Linked DNA regions of Mus musculus: regions 2 and 3 are each linked to region 1. The links are chromatin contacts, called in public HiCAR-type and promoter capture Hi-C maps. All regions are on one chromosome and are shown on one strand. Each heading gives the region's core, a stretch centred on a gene start, on an enhancer-like site or on the middle of the called end of the contact. The rest is flanking DNA. Distances are from core to core; before and after follow the strand shown. Region 1 holds the start of Itga1 (integrin alpha 1). Region 2 holds the start of Cdc20b (cell division cycle 20B). Region 3 holds the start of Mtrex (Mtr4 exosome RNA helicase).

What was found. Promoter capture Hi-C pulls out the DNA fragments that hold promoters and counts their contacts. HiCAR-type assays count read pairs that join an accessible place to other places.
Region 2: a contact with region 1 is called in a HiCAR-type map of astrocytes, with 4 times the contacts expected there. The contact joins the promoter of Cdc20b here to the promoter of Itga1 in region 1. A contact is called at or near these places in 1 of 39 promoter capture datasets (pre-B cells) and 1 of 115 datasets of contacts at active chromatin or transcription factors (astrocytes).
Region 3: a contact with region 1 is called in a promoter capture Hi-C map of pre-B cells, with 4 times the contacts expected there. The contact joins the promoter of Mtrex here to the promoter of Itga1 in region 1. A contact is called at or near these places in 3 of 39 promoter capture datasets (hippocampal neurons, liver and pre-B cells).

Annotation. Positions count from the first base shown.
Region 1 is chr13:115,100,488-115,104,067 of GRCm38.p6, forward strand. It overlaps Itga1 (integrin alpha 1), which reads right to left and starts at 1,477. Exons shown (of 29, transcript NM_001033228.3): 1 at 984-1,477. The coding sequence starts at 1,044.
Region 2 is chr13:113,034,096-113,037,803 of GRCm38.p6, forward strand. Cdc20b (cell division cycle 20B) reads left to right here and starts at 1,284. Exons shown (of 12, transcript NM_001281487.1): 1 at 1,284-1,346; 2 at 1,619-1,681. The coding sequence starts at 1,284. Mir449c (microRNA 449c) reads left to right here and starts at 1,888; the gene lies at 1,888-1,996. Mir449b (microRNA 449b) reads left to right here and starts at 3,324; the gene lies at 3,324-3,403. Mir449a (microRNA 449a) reads left to right here and starts at 3,439; the gene lies at 3,439-3,529.
Region 3 is chr13:112,925,916-112,929,490 of GRCm38.p6, forward strand. It overlaps Mtrex (Mtr4 exosome RNA helicase), which reads right to left and starts at 1,465. Exons shown (of 27, transcript NM_028151.2): 1 at 1,315-1,465. The coding sequence starts at 1,442. It overlaps Dhx29 (DEAH (Asp-Glu-Ala-His) box polypeptide 29), which reads left to right and starts at 1,765. Exons shown (of 27, transcript NM_172594.3): 1 at 1,765-2,058. The coding sequence starts at 1,878.

The DNA of each region.
Region 1 (3,580 bases), core at 227-2,726:
TAGAAGTCACCACTGTTTGGATTCCTGGGCATTTCCTGAAGAGTGGGAAATGTTGGGATGAAAGCCCGTAGCTCGTTAACTGCCCACACCACTTTACTATGACAGAGGATGGGCTTATTAAAACTCCATTTGGAAGTGAATGTAAGGGTTCTCAGTGCTTAGCCGTCCACTGCAGGGTTAACTGGCCCTATGTAATAGTCCAATGTGAAATTAACTAGTTAGGCACGCCAACAGTGAAAACAATCAGGCAATTGAATATCATGTCCTGTTAAAGAAAGCTACTAATTGAAGAACTAAAGAAGTGATAAACTGTGCTTAAATCCTTTCACTTGGACACCAGCTCAGTTTCCCTCCCCAACTGGTAACTACAATAAAGGCTGTGAGCTTAGCTACTGTTAGGGAAATCGGAAATGTCCCCACATTTCTCTCAGTTGAATAGAACACTGCAGTATCTTTTAAGAAGGTACTGCACCTTCTTAAGAAACGCATTTGTATTTGAAAGACAGCACTGCGACATTTGGGTGCTAAACATTCAATTTCAAAATGTTCCGCCTCTTAGGAGCTAACGTAGAAACGTCATATTGGGACAAGAAGTAGATTTGTCTGGCATGCCTGTCTTTCCTTGTTCTTTGGCAGAGAAGGTCCTAAGTATTAAAAAGGAAGAAAATGCTATCAAGTTCACTTCTGAGCAACCCTAGGGCAGGAACTTTGCACACTAATCAGACGCCTCCGGTTACTCTCTCCCTTGCAATAATTCAAATGCCTAAAACACAACGCACAACTTAAAAACAACTTTAATTAGAAATGCCAGATGTACTTGGAAAGTTCTCAGCACCTCCTCCCTCACGCGGGCGCTACCTTCAGTCCTTTGAACTGACAGCTGTACCTGAGGTCCCCTCTGGTTTGCCCTTCTGCTATGTGTGTCACCCCTCACCAAAGCCCCAAGCCCCACCAGAGATGCTCAGGAAAGCAGGGTCGCTCACCGGTGAGAAGCCAGATGCAGGCTACAGTGACCTCTAGGCTAGCAGGACGCCTGGGGACCATTGCTGGAGTGGCTGCTGGAACCAGCGACGTACTGGTTCGTGGGCAGGAGCTGGCAGGAACAGGCAGAAGCCAGGCGCCGGCGACTTGCGCTCTGGGTCACTCGGTGCGGTCTCCGCGGGTGTCCGGCAGCGGCCCCAGCGGCTGCAGCGCCCTGGAGCGGTGGAAGAGTAATTTCCTGTGTTTTGGTCGAATGCTGCTAAGCCCGCTCCACGCTTCTCAGATCCCAGATGGATTGCCACATCTCCCGCCCCTTTGCGCTCAAGTCTCTGAAATCTCACTGGCAGCCACCCAGGCTCTGTCCGAGACATGGACAAATAAAGCCAACTTCGCGGGACCGTGTTTAGGCTAAAGTCCACAGGCAGCAGCAAAGCAAACCTTAAAGGGACATCTGCCTTTCACTGAGAGGGCGATCTTGCTTCACGAACCAAATCCCAAAGGTGGTTGGAAGGCGGGGCTGGACATTCAGGAGGGTGTCGCCAGTCTAGTAGCCCCGCCTTCGCACCCCAGGACTTCTCCCGGATCTGGGTAGAAAGGGTACTTTCAAAGTGCCCGGGCTTTTACTCCTTGCTGGGAGGCTGCTTTCCTGTGTCCAGCTGCGCAGAATGGATCAGACTCGCAAGGAAGTTAGCCCTTTTATGCTAGCGGACTCAGGAACTTGGCCTTGGAGCCTTCTCGCCTCCAGGCATCCTGGCCACCGGCAAGCTTCTCGGAGGGCTTTCCTTTAAGTTACAGAGAGCTTGCCTCTTTTAGAAGACTCCTGATTAAAGGCAGTTGTAGATAAAGGGTTTTGATGGGGAAATCACAGTAAGACAGCCAGGAAAAAGGGAGAAACTAGACTGGGGGTGGGGAAGGAAGAGTTAGGGAAAGGGGGTGGGGAGGAAGGCAGTCTCCCTTGAAATGGAATGTGGACTATTTTGTCTAAGCTAAATTAGGATGTTTGAACGTTGAGAACTTGCTCTAATAGAAGCCAAGGTATTGTTTTAGGTTTTGTTTAGTTTTCTCCTTCTCCTTCTCCTTCTCCTTCTCCTTCTCCTTCTCCTTCTCCTTCTCCTTCTCCTTCTCCTTCTCCTTCTCCTTCTCCTTCTCCTTCTCCTTCTCCTTCTCCTTCTCCTTCTCCTTCTCCTTCTCCTTCTCCTTCTCCTTCTCCTTCTCCTCCTCCTCCTCCTCCTCCTCCTCCTCCTCCTCCTCCTCCTCCTCCTCCCCCTTCTCCTCCTTCTCCTCCTGGCTTCCTGTGCCTGGTCACTCATGATCCCTTCTAGCTTCAACAAATATGTGTCATTTTCAAGTGGCTTAGCACTTTTGAGAATTTCAAAGAAGAGGAAGGAATGGATGAGTGGGGTTTGTGGTTAGAGCCCCTTGCAGAAATCAGTCCAAGTTAGCAAATACTGGGACATCCCTGTCCAGAGCAGGACAAAGTAGGAGAAGGGTGCCACCCAAAGGAGGACCCACTGTCTAGACTACAAGGCAGGGAGCATAGATAGGGACTGGGAGTGGGGAGGGCTGAAGAAGCACACAGGTATCACTAAGTAAACTGCCAAATAGAGAAATACAGAAGCGACAAGGGGAAAGGACAAATGTTAAAGAAGTCTGGTGGCACACGCCTTTAATCCCTGCACTTGGGAGGCAGAGGCAGGCGGATTTCTGAGTTCGAGGCCAGCCTGGTCTACAAAGTGAGTTCAAGGACAGCCAGAGCTATAGAGCTATATAGAGAAACCCTGTCTCAAAAAAACAAGAAGAAGAAGGAGGAGGAGGAGGAGGAGGAAGGAGGAGGAGGAGGAGGAGGAGGAGGAGGAGGAGGAGGAGGAGGAGGAGGAGAAGGAGAAGGAGAAGGAGAAGGAGAAGGAGAAGAAGAAGAAGAAGAAGAAGAAGAAGAAGAAGAAGAAGAAGAAGAAGAAGAAGAAGAAGAAGAAGAAGAAGAAGAAGAAGAAGACGTCTGAATGTCAAGAATAGGGTGAGCTATTCGGGCGTGGTGGCATATGCCTGTTATCCCACCACTGGACAACCTGAGGAAGGAAGGCTTCAGATTCAAGAGGCGCTTGGGCCCCAGAGTGAGACCATGTCTCAAAATAGACAACACACACACACATGAGAGAGAGAGAGAGAGAGAGAGAGAGAGAGAGAGAGAGAGAGAGAGAACAAACAAAACGGTGAGGAGGACTCTGAGGTCACAGGGTACCTAACCGAATTACCACAACCATTAGTCCATTAGCAAAGAATTCCCTTTCTGTGGTGGTTTGAATATCCTTGGCCCACGGGAAGTGGCACTTTTAGGAGGTGTGGCCTTGCTGGAATAGGTGTGACCTTTTTGTAGGAAGTGTGTCACTGTATGTCACTGGTGGTGACCTTTGAGGTTTCTAAAGCCCCTTTCCCACTTAGCTCCCTCTGCCTTGTGATTGGGGCAGTTGAAAGCTCTCAGCTACTGCTCCAACATCACTCCTGCCTGCCTGCTGCATGAACCCTGCCTTTATGGGCAAGAACTCTAACCCACTGAAACTGTAAGCCTCAGTAAACCCATTCTTCTGTAAATCACATTGGT
Region 2 (3,708 bases), core at 34-2,533, 2.1 Mb before region 1:
ATTCTAATACAAGCATTCTGACAAATCTCATGTGGGGTTACCAGCACACATTTTCAACCGTTGTCATTGGAACACTGGGAGCTGGGTTGCTACGAAGCCGGTATTTCTTGAATTTTCAGACGTACTAGAGTGGGCTTAAGTTATTGAGCAGTTTGAATCTCCTAGCCCCAGCATGCACAAAACAACTTATTAGAGTTAAAATGCAATCTGCTGTCACTTTGGGATGGGGACCTGGGAGCAGAGAACCTGGCTGCTGGACCTCCTAGGTTGCTCAGACAGTTTAGTCTCCTGCCATATGGCCCAGCTTGCCTTGGCAGCTCAGATGGGCAGGCAAGGCTGAGCAGCCCATCTGGCTCCCTGTCTGTCAGTCGTCTCCAGGTCCCTCCAGACCCTCGAGCAATTTCATGATCGATCCAGTCCTAGGCCTGGTCAGCTGTCTCACTGGCTTTCCTTGGCTCTTTCCCTCTCTCACAAACTTCCTGCTTATGAAGTAGCTCCCAAGATCCAGCAAGAGAACTTGGCCAGTTCCCCAATTCCCCAAGTGGACAGTGCGGATAATTTATTAATTGGAAATGTCAACGCATTTCTCGGCAGCCTAGACACCCCCCCCCCCTTTTTTGAGTTTGAGTTTGAAGACAGAGGAGTTAACATGCTCATTGAGAGACATGTTTACGTTCAGGAATTTTCACAAGCGATTATCACTAAGCAGTAAACAGAAGGGTGAGAATTACTGCACGCGTCCAAATTTGATAATCAGGGTGGGGTTGAAGAAAAGGAGAGGGGAACGGAAAAAAAGGATTAGAGTCAGTTAGGACGAAACGTTTTTGCTTTTGAAAACAACAGTGAACTCCAAAAACCCCGCTTCTCTACCCGCCGACTCCGCACCTCCTGCGGGCTCGGGCAGGAGGCTCAGGCCCGCCACTGCTCGCGGCAAAGCTTGGCGCTGCGGCGCGCGCCGCTCGGGAGGCCCAGTGCGGGGGCGCGGGTAGGAGGGCGGGACCCGAGCGAGCACCCCGACACCCCAGACTTGACGTCATCGAGGCGCTGGCCTGTGGCGGGACCGACGGAAGGAGGTTCCCGCTTTGATTGCCGCCCCGCGGGCTTTTTAAAGGTTACCCTGGGGAATACGCTCCAGGAGCTGTGGGAGGAGCGAGGGTCTCGGGGGTAGGAGGGCAGGTTTGATGGGTTTAGGGGGACGAGGCTAGCGGTTTGGGAAGTCGTGGTCCTGCTTAGCCCCTGAGGGGGAGAGGCAAGGCGTCCAGGAACAGCGCACTCACTCGGAGATGGAGTGGAAACTGCAACGCACCGCCCGGAGGAAGATCCGGACGGAAGAAGAGATGTTGTGGGTGCGTACCATCCTTTTCTTTCTTGACCCAACCCTCCCATGGGGCTTCTTGCAGAAGGTACGGTTTGTAATACCCAGTAAGGACCAAAAGATGCCATGAAATTCTACAGCCTAGTTTAAATTTTGAACGGTGTGAAATTTAAGTTCTGGAGATACCTGGTTGCTTTAGAAAGAATGAGTGAATCAGCAAACCCAGGATTCAAAACAATTCCCCACTCTCCGTGACGATTTTCCTAGAGTTTTCTCCCTTCTTATGTTAATCTATTTCCAAAGGAGAACATCATGCGGGTGCTCGCCAACGGCATGAAGCAGCAGCGAAATCAAGGTTCCCCCAAGGTGAGTTTTCTGGGCTTGCCCTTCTGTCTTCATTCTGATCTCGAGCAAATTAATTCTTGCTATAGAAGGCATTTGCAGGAATTATGGGAGAATTAATACAAATTAAAAACCTTTACAGAATCTGAAGACTTAAGAAATGGATTCTCACAACTGATGTAGCTACTTATACCTGCTTAGCGGGCGCTTCCCAGTGTCCGGCTCCACAGAGGATGAAGTGTGGGTGTGTCAGGCAGGCAGTGCATTGCTAGCTGGCTGTTAGAACTTTATCCCAACAGTTGCTAGCTGCACTACCCTCTGCTGCACTCAGAAGCATGCAAAGACGTGGAAATAGTGCCATCTGGTGGATAAGGAGGTGTCTTCAAGACAGCTACTAAAAGCTGGATCCAATATAGTATTTCTGCCCCTTAAAGCTCTAACCCAAAGCTTGCAGTTCTTTTTAAAAGAGTGTTCTTTTGAAACTCATTTTTATTACCTTGTGTTTATTTACCTGCACTTATATCTGTGCATCACGTGTGTGCGTGGTGTCCGCGGAGCTCAGAAGAGGGCTTCTGATCGCCTGGAACTGGAGTTTCAGGCTTTTGGGGGCCGCCCTGTTGGTGTTGAGAATCTAATCTGTGTTCTCTGGAGGAGCAGCCAGTGCTCTTTTCAGCCGCTGAGCCATCTCTCCAGCTCCTGTACTTTCTTTAATGGATGAAAAAGTTAAATCCTCATCTGACTCACATCTCTAGCACCACTTACTTCTCTTTACACCAAATAGCCCACATGCTTTTAAATTTAGATTATTAGCTAAAATCTCACCATTTGAATATTTTTCTAGATAACATACATTTTTCTATATTCAATCAGTGACGCTTGAAATCAAATATATAGCTGGCCTTTTAAAATGCAGTGACTAATGTCACCTATAGAGAAATAACATTTAAAAGCCTTTACATTGTGTCTTTAGTTATGTTTCCTGCCCAAATTATTTTATCTTCTAGATACTTTACTGCCTAATTCAATTGAACTTTTGTTAATTCATTTTTACTTTGCTAACATCTTTAACTTAACATTAAATTTGGAAAACCCAAGTATAAGAATACAGAGTTCTTAGTCAAGCACTTAATGCCAGCACTTGGGAGGCAGAGGCAGGTGGATCTCCCGGCTCCAGGCCAGCCTGGTCTACACAGCAGTTCCACATCAGCCAGGGCTACAAAAAAAAAAAAAAAAAAAAAAAAAAACACAAAAACAACCTGTCTAGAAAAAAATTAGCCAATCAACCCCCCACCCCCAAGGGGGAAAAACAAACAAAACATCAAAAACCACATTTAAAGTTCTTAAAAGTTTTTTTTTTTAAAACATGGGTATAGCTTGGTAATATAAATTTTGTTTCTTATAGTTTAGGAGACATTAAACAAGGTTTCTCTATAAATCCTCTTCAGTTACTAAGATTAGAGTTCTGGGGTTGGCAAGAAGGTTCAGTAAAGGCACTTACTGCCATGCTATCCCAGGAATTCACATGGTGGAAGGAGAAAACTGGCTCCCTCAGAGTTCCCTTGCTCTCCGTATCCACGCCACCACACTCCAGCAGCTCTGCAGCAGTGTCTTTCTGTTAGAAACTTAGCCTCAGCCACTCCACAGACTGTGAAAATCCGAACTTGCCAGACTCGGGTAGGCAGTGTTGTTAGCTGGCTGCGTTGGGTCAGGCCAGCAGCCACAGCTACCCTGCCACTTCCTTCTGGCTGGGTTCTTCTTGTTAATGAGGTGCGCTGTCTTGCCTGTGTGTGATGGCTTGGCAGTGTATTGTTAGCTGGTTGAGTATGTGAGCGGCACCAGCTAACATGCGACTGCTCTCCTATTGCACACACAATCACCACCAGCATGCATTTACAGCTCATGTATGTGCTTTGCCATGAAGAGGGGTACTATTATGATAACAGCTATTAGTGGCTTGGGGTGACACAAGGACATATTTATAGCAGTGAAAGTACTAACCATTGTTACTTTAAAAACTCAAGTAATATTTTCTGAGTCCTAGCTTGACATTA
Region 3 (3,575 bases), core at 215-2,714, 2.2 Mb before region 1:
TAATTCAGCTGATGTGTTTACAATCCATCACTCAGAAAAGCGAAAATGGGAACTCGGAGGCAGAGACCACAGAAATGCTGCTCACGGGTTTCTATAGCTCCATCACCCAGTGCAGGCTCACCTGCCCAGGAAGGTACACACCATAGCGCACTGGGCTGCCCTCCCACATAAATCAGCAATTAAGAAAATGCTCCAAAGACTTGTCCAAGGGTCAGTGTGGTGAAGGAAATTCCTCAACTTGAGAACTGAAGGTAACTGACAATAAGGGAAATTCTGTGTCTTCTTTGTGTGGCGCCTACACTTGAGCATACAGTGGAGGCCAGAGGACTTCCAGCATCCTACATTACTCCCTTGAGACAGCGTTTCTCACTTATACAACCAAGAGGCTAAGTTAGCAACCAGCCAGGCCCAACAATTTTTGTCTCTGTGCCCCACTGTGCTGGGGTTACAGTGCTCACACTTTTTATGTGGGTACTAGAGATTTGAAACTAGGTCCTCATTCTCAAACAGAAAGCTGTCTTTTACACTGGCCATGTCCTCAGCCCTAGAGCAATGATTTTTTAAATTAATTAATTTATGACTGGATTCCAGGTAAGAAGCAGAAAGACATAGCTTTTTTTTTTTTTTAAACCAGTACTTTGCAACTACTCATGTAATAACGGACCGAATCAATCATCAAGTGTAAAACGCTAACGGAAGAGAAAACTAGTTTGACCGAGTGTCATAGGGGCACTCTGGGAATTCCAACCCTAAGGACCTGAAATAAGAGGATCTCGAGTTCGAGGGCTGCCCAACTTACATAGCGATATCCTGAATCTGACTTTATTATTATTATTATTATTATTATTATTATTATTATTATTATTAATTTATTTTGGGAAAACTACAACTTGGAGATTAAATCTCTTCCTTCGGTAGCGATTTGCCTTCGCGGTTTAAGAACCCCCTACATGTCTTCCCCCTTGGCTCATCTAGTGCCTCGCTGCTTAAAGACTATGTGAGAGGTTTTGTGGGTGACAAGCCCCGCCTCGCAAGCAAAGCCGTACCTGGCCTGCTAAGCTGGGGTTACAGCCAAAGCATGGCCTAAGGAAGCCACGCTGCGGCCGGACAGGCACGAACACCGAGACCGCCCTCCCTCCCGCAAAATCAACCTTTCCTCTCTCCCCAACGGTTTTTTTTTTTTTTCCCCTCAATCTCCTTAGCCTCTTGACTCCATTCAAACACTTTCTGTGCTCCTCGTCTGAGTCGTGTTTCCTTTACCGGCATCAAAAACAAGAAGAACGAGAAGAAAAAGAGCTCAGAGGTTTTCCTTACCCGGCCTTGTCTGCAGACCCTGGTGGCCCCTTCCATTTCTCTTTCTCTTTGTCTTTCTTGGCTCCTGCTGCAGAGGTCGAATCATCCTCGAAAACGCTGAAAAGCTCATCCCCGAAAGCATCCGCCATCTTTCGGAACTCTGAGACCGAATCTCCCTCCTACCCAAGAGGCCCCGCGACCGTACCCTACAGTGACGCCGAATGGGGGGACTCGACGGTGGCCCGGAGGAGTCAAAAGTGAGCGAGCCTTGAGCCCCGCGTGACTTTTCTCCTTTCTAGTCTGGGTCCTGCCCCTTTTCTCTTCCAACCACTGCGAGTCCGGCAGTTCAATGACTAAAAACTTAGCGACCAGTGGCGCACGACAGCAGCCATGCCGCTCGCTCCCGGGAGCCGAGAGGCGGAGTCTGAGGACACGGGCCAATTGAGCCGGAGCCCCAGCCGCGGAGCCCGGATGGAGGAGGCTGGGTGGAGGCGTGGGAGCCGGCAAACGTGAAGAGCTCTCGGGCTTCTGCTGTGCCGCAGCGGGGATCTGGATCTGGAAGACTACTCTCCTGCAGCTGAAACATGGGCGGCAAAAATAAGAAACACAAGGCGCCGGGAGCTGCGGCGATGCGGGCCGCCGTGTCTGCTTCCAGAGCCAGAAGTGCAGAGGCCGGAGCTGTTGGGGAAGCCCAGAGCAAGAAGCCGGTGGCCAGGCCGGCGCCCGCCGTCCCCACCGGCGCCCGGGAGCCCCGAGTGAAGCAAGGTAAGCCCTGACCCAGTGCCCAGCCTTCTGCCCTCAGACCCTGCTTCTTGTCCAGCAAAGACTCACAACGTGAGCTGATGAGATCCAAACTTAGACATCTTCCACACCTGAGCAGTGGGTGGGGTGGCCTTGTAGATCGGTCTAAGGGCCTTTGGCCATTAAAGTTACAAAAGTAACTCTGTTACAGCGTGGCTTCGCCTTTCTAACTCACTCTTTTTTTTTTTTCTTTCTCCTTCTAAGAACGGAGTCATGGCATCTGCTGTTGTTCAGCAGGAATCCACTCTGAGCTGTCAGAACAGCCGCTCCGCTAGTTAAGAGAGTTGTTAAGGGAAGTGCTTCTGGCTTGATGCAGCTCCATGTTCTGTCAGATCTTAATGTCTTCTTCAGCATCTATCTACATAAATATCCTTGTATGTTCCAGAAAAGTCAGTGTTTCCTAAGAATAACCACACTTTACACATTGGACACTGGATTGACTTACAGTAAAATTCTATGCTTGTCAAATCCTTGCATTTTTTTGCTTACCCTGCAGATTGATTTGATAACTTGAAGGTGATTAGTTACGGCCACTCTTTCAGCTAGTTTCAAAAACATCAAAATTATATGTTGTTTTGTTCTGTTTGATCTGTTTGCTTGCAGTAATTTTTTTCTATAACAAAAAACTTGCAAGCATATGTGCTTATTGATACATAAATACCAAGCATCTGACTGGTGATAATAAGACCGAAAAAAATGGAAACCTTCGCTCCAGAGCAGCTTAGGAATCTAATTTACTAATCACACAGACAGTCGTGCTTTATAGTTGTTAAGCTTCAGAGAGAGAGAGAGCATGCCCATGAGTGTTTAGCAGGGTGTTTTGTTTCGGTTTTTTTCCCCCCAATGGTGAGGAGTCATGAAAAGTGATAGTTGAGCTGAAATTAGAAGCTGTCTAGAAGTTAATCCTGTAAAGCATGGTAGGAATAACATTCCCAAGATCTTGAGTTAAGAAAGAGCTTGGAGGGGGCTGGAGAGATGGCTCAGTGGTTAAGAGCGCTGACTGCTCTTCCAGAGGTCCTGAGTTCAATTCCCAGCAACCACATGGTGGCTCACAACCATCTGTAATGAGACCTGATGCCATCTTCTGTGGTGTATCTGAAGACAGCTACAGTGACAGCTACAGCGTACTCATATTAAAAAAAAAAAAAAAAAAAAGCTTGGAGCATTGTGTGTGTGTGTGTGTGTGTGTGTGTGTGTGTGTATGTGTGGTGGGGGATTTATGAGAAAATAAGCTAGTGGCATGGCGCACTTACTCCTAGAAAGTAATCCTCTATAAATGCAAATTATTAGACTTGTAGTTTCAGATATGACACATTTCTCCCTGAGAATTCTACAGCTGTCTCGCTGCAGACTAAGATCTTTTTCTTTTACTACTGACTTCTCACTGAAGTCTTTCAAGTTCCTGACAGTCATTTGTTGTAGTGTTTGTCTTCACTTTCCCTTTCCTTTCCCTTTCCTAAGATGTTAACTTTGAGATCTTA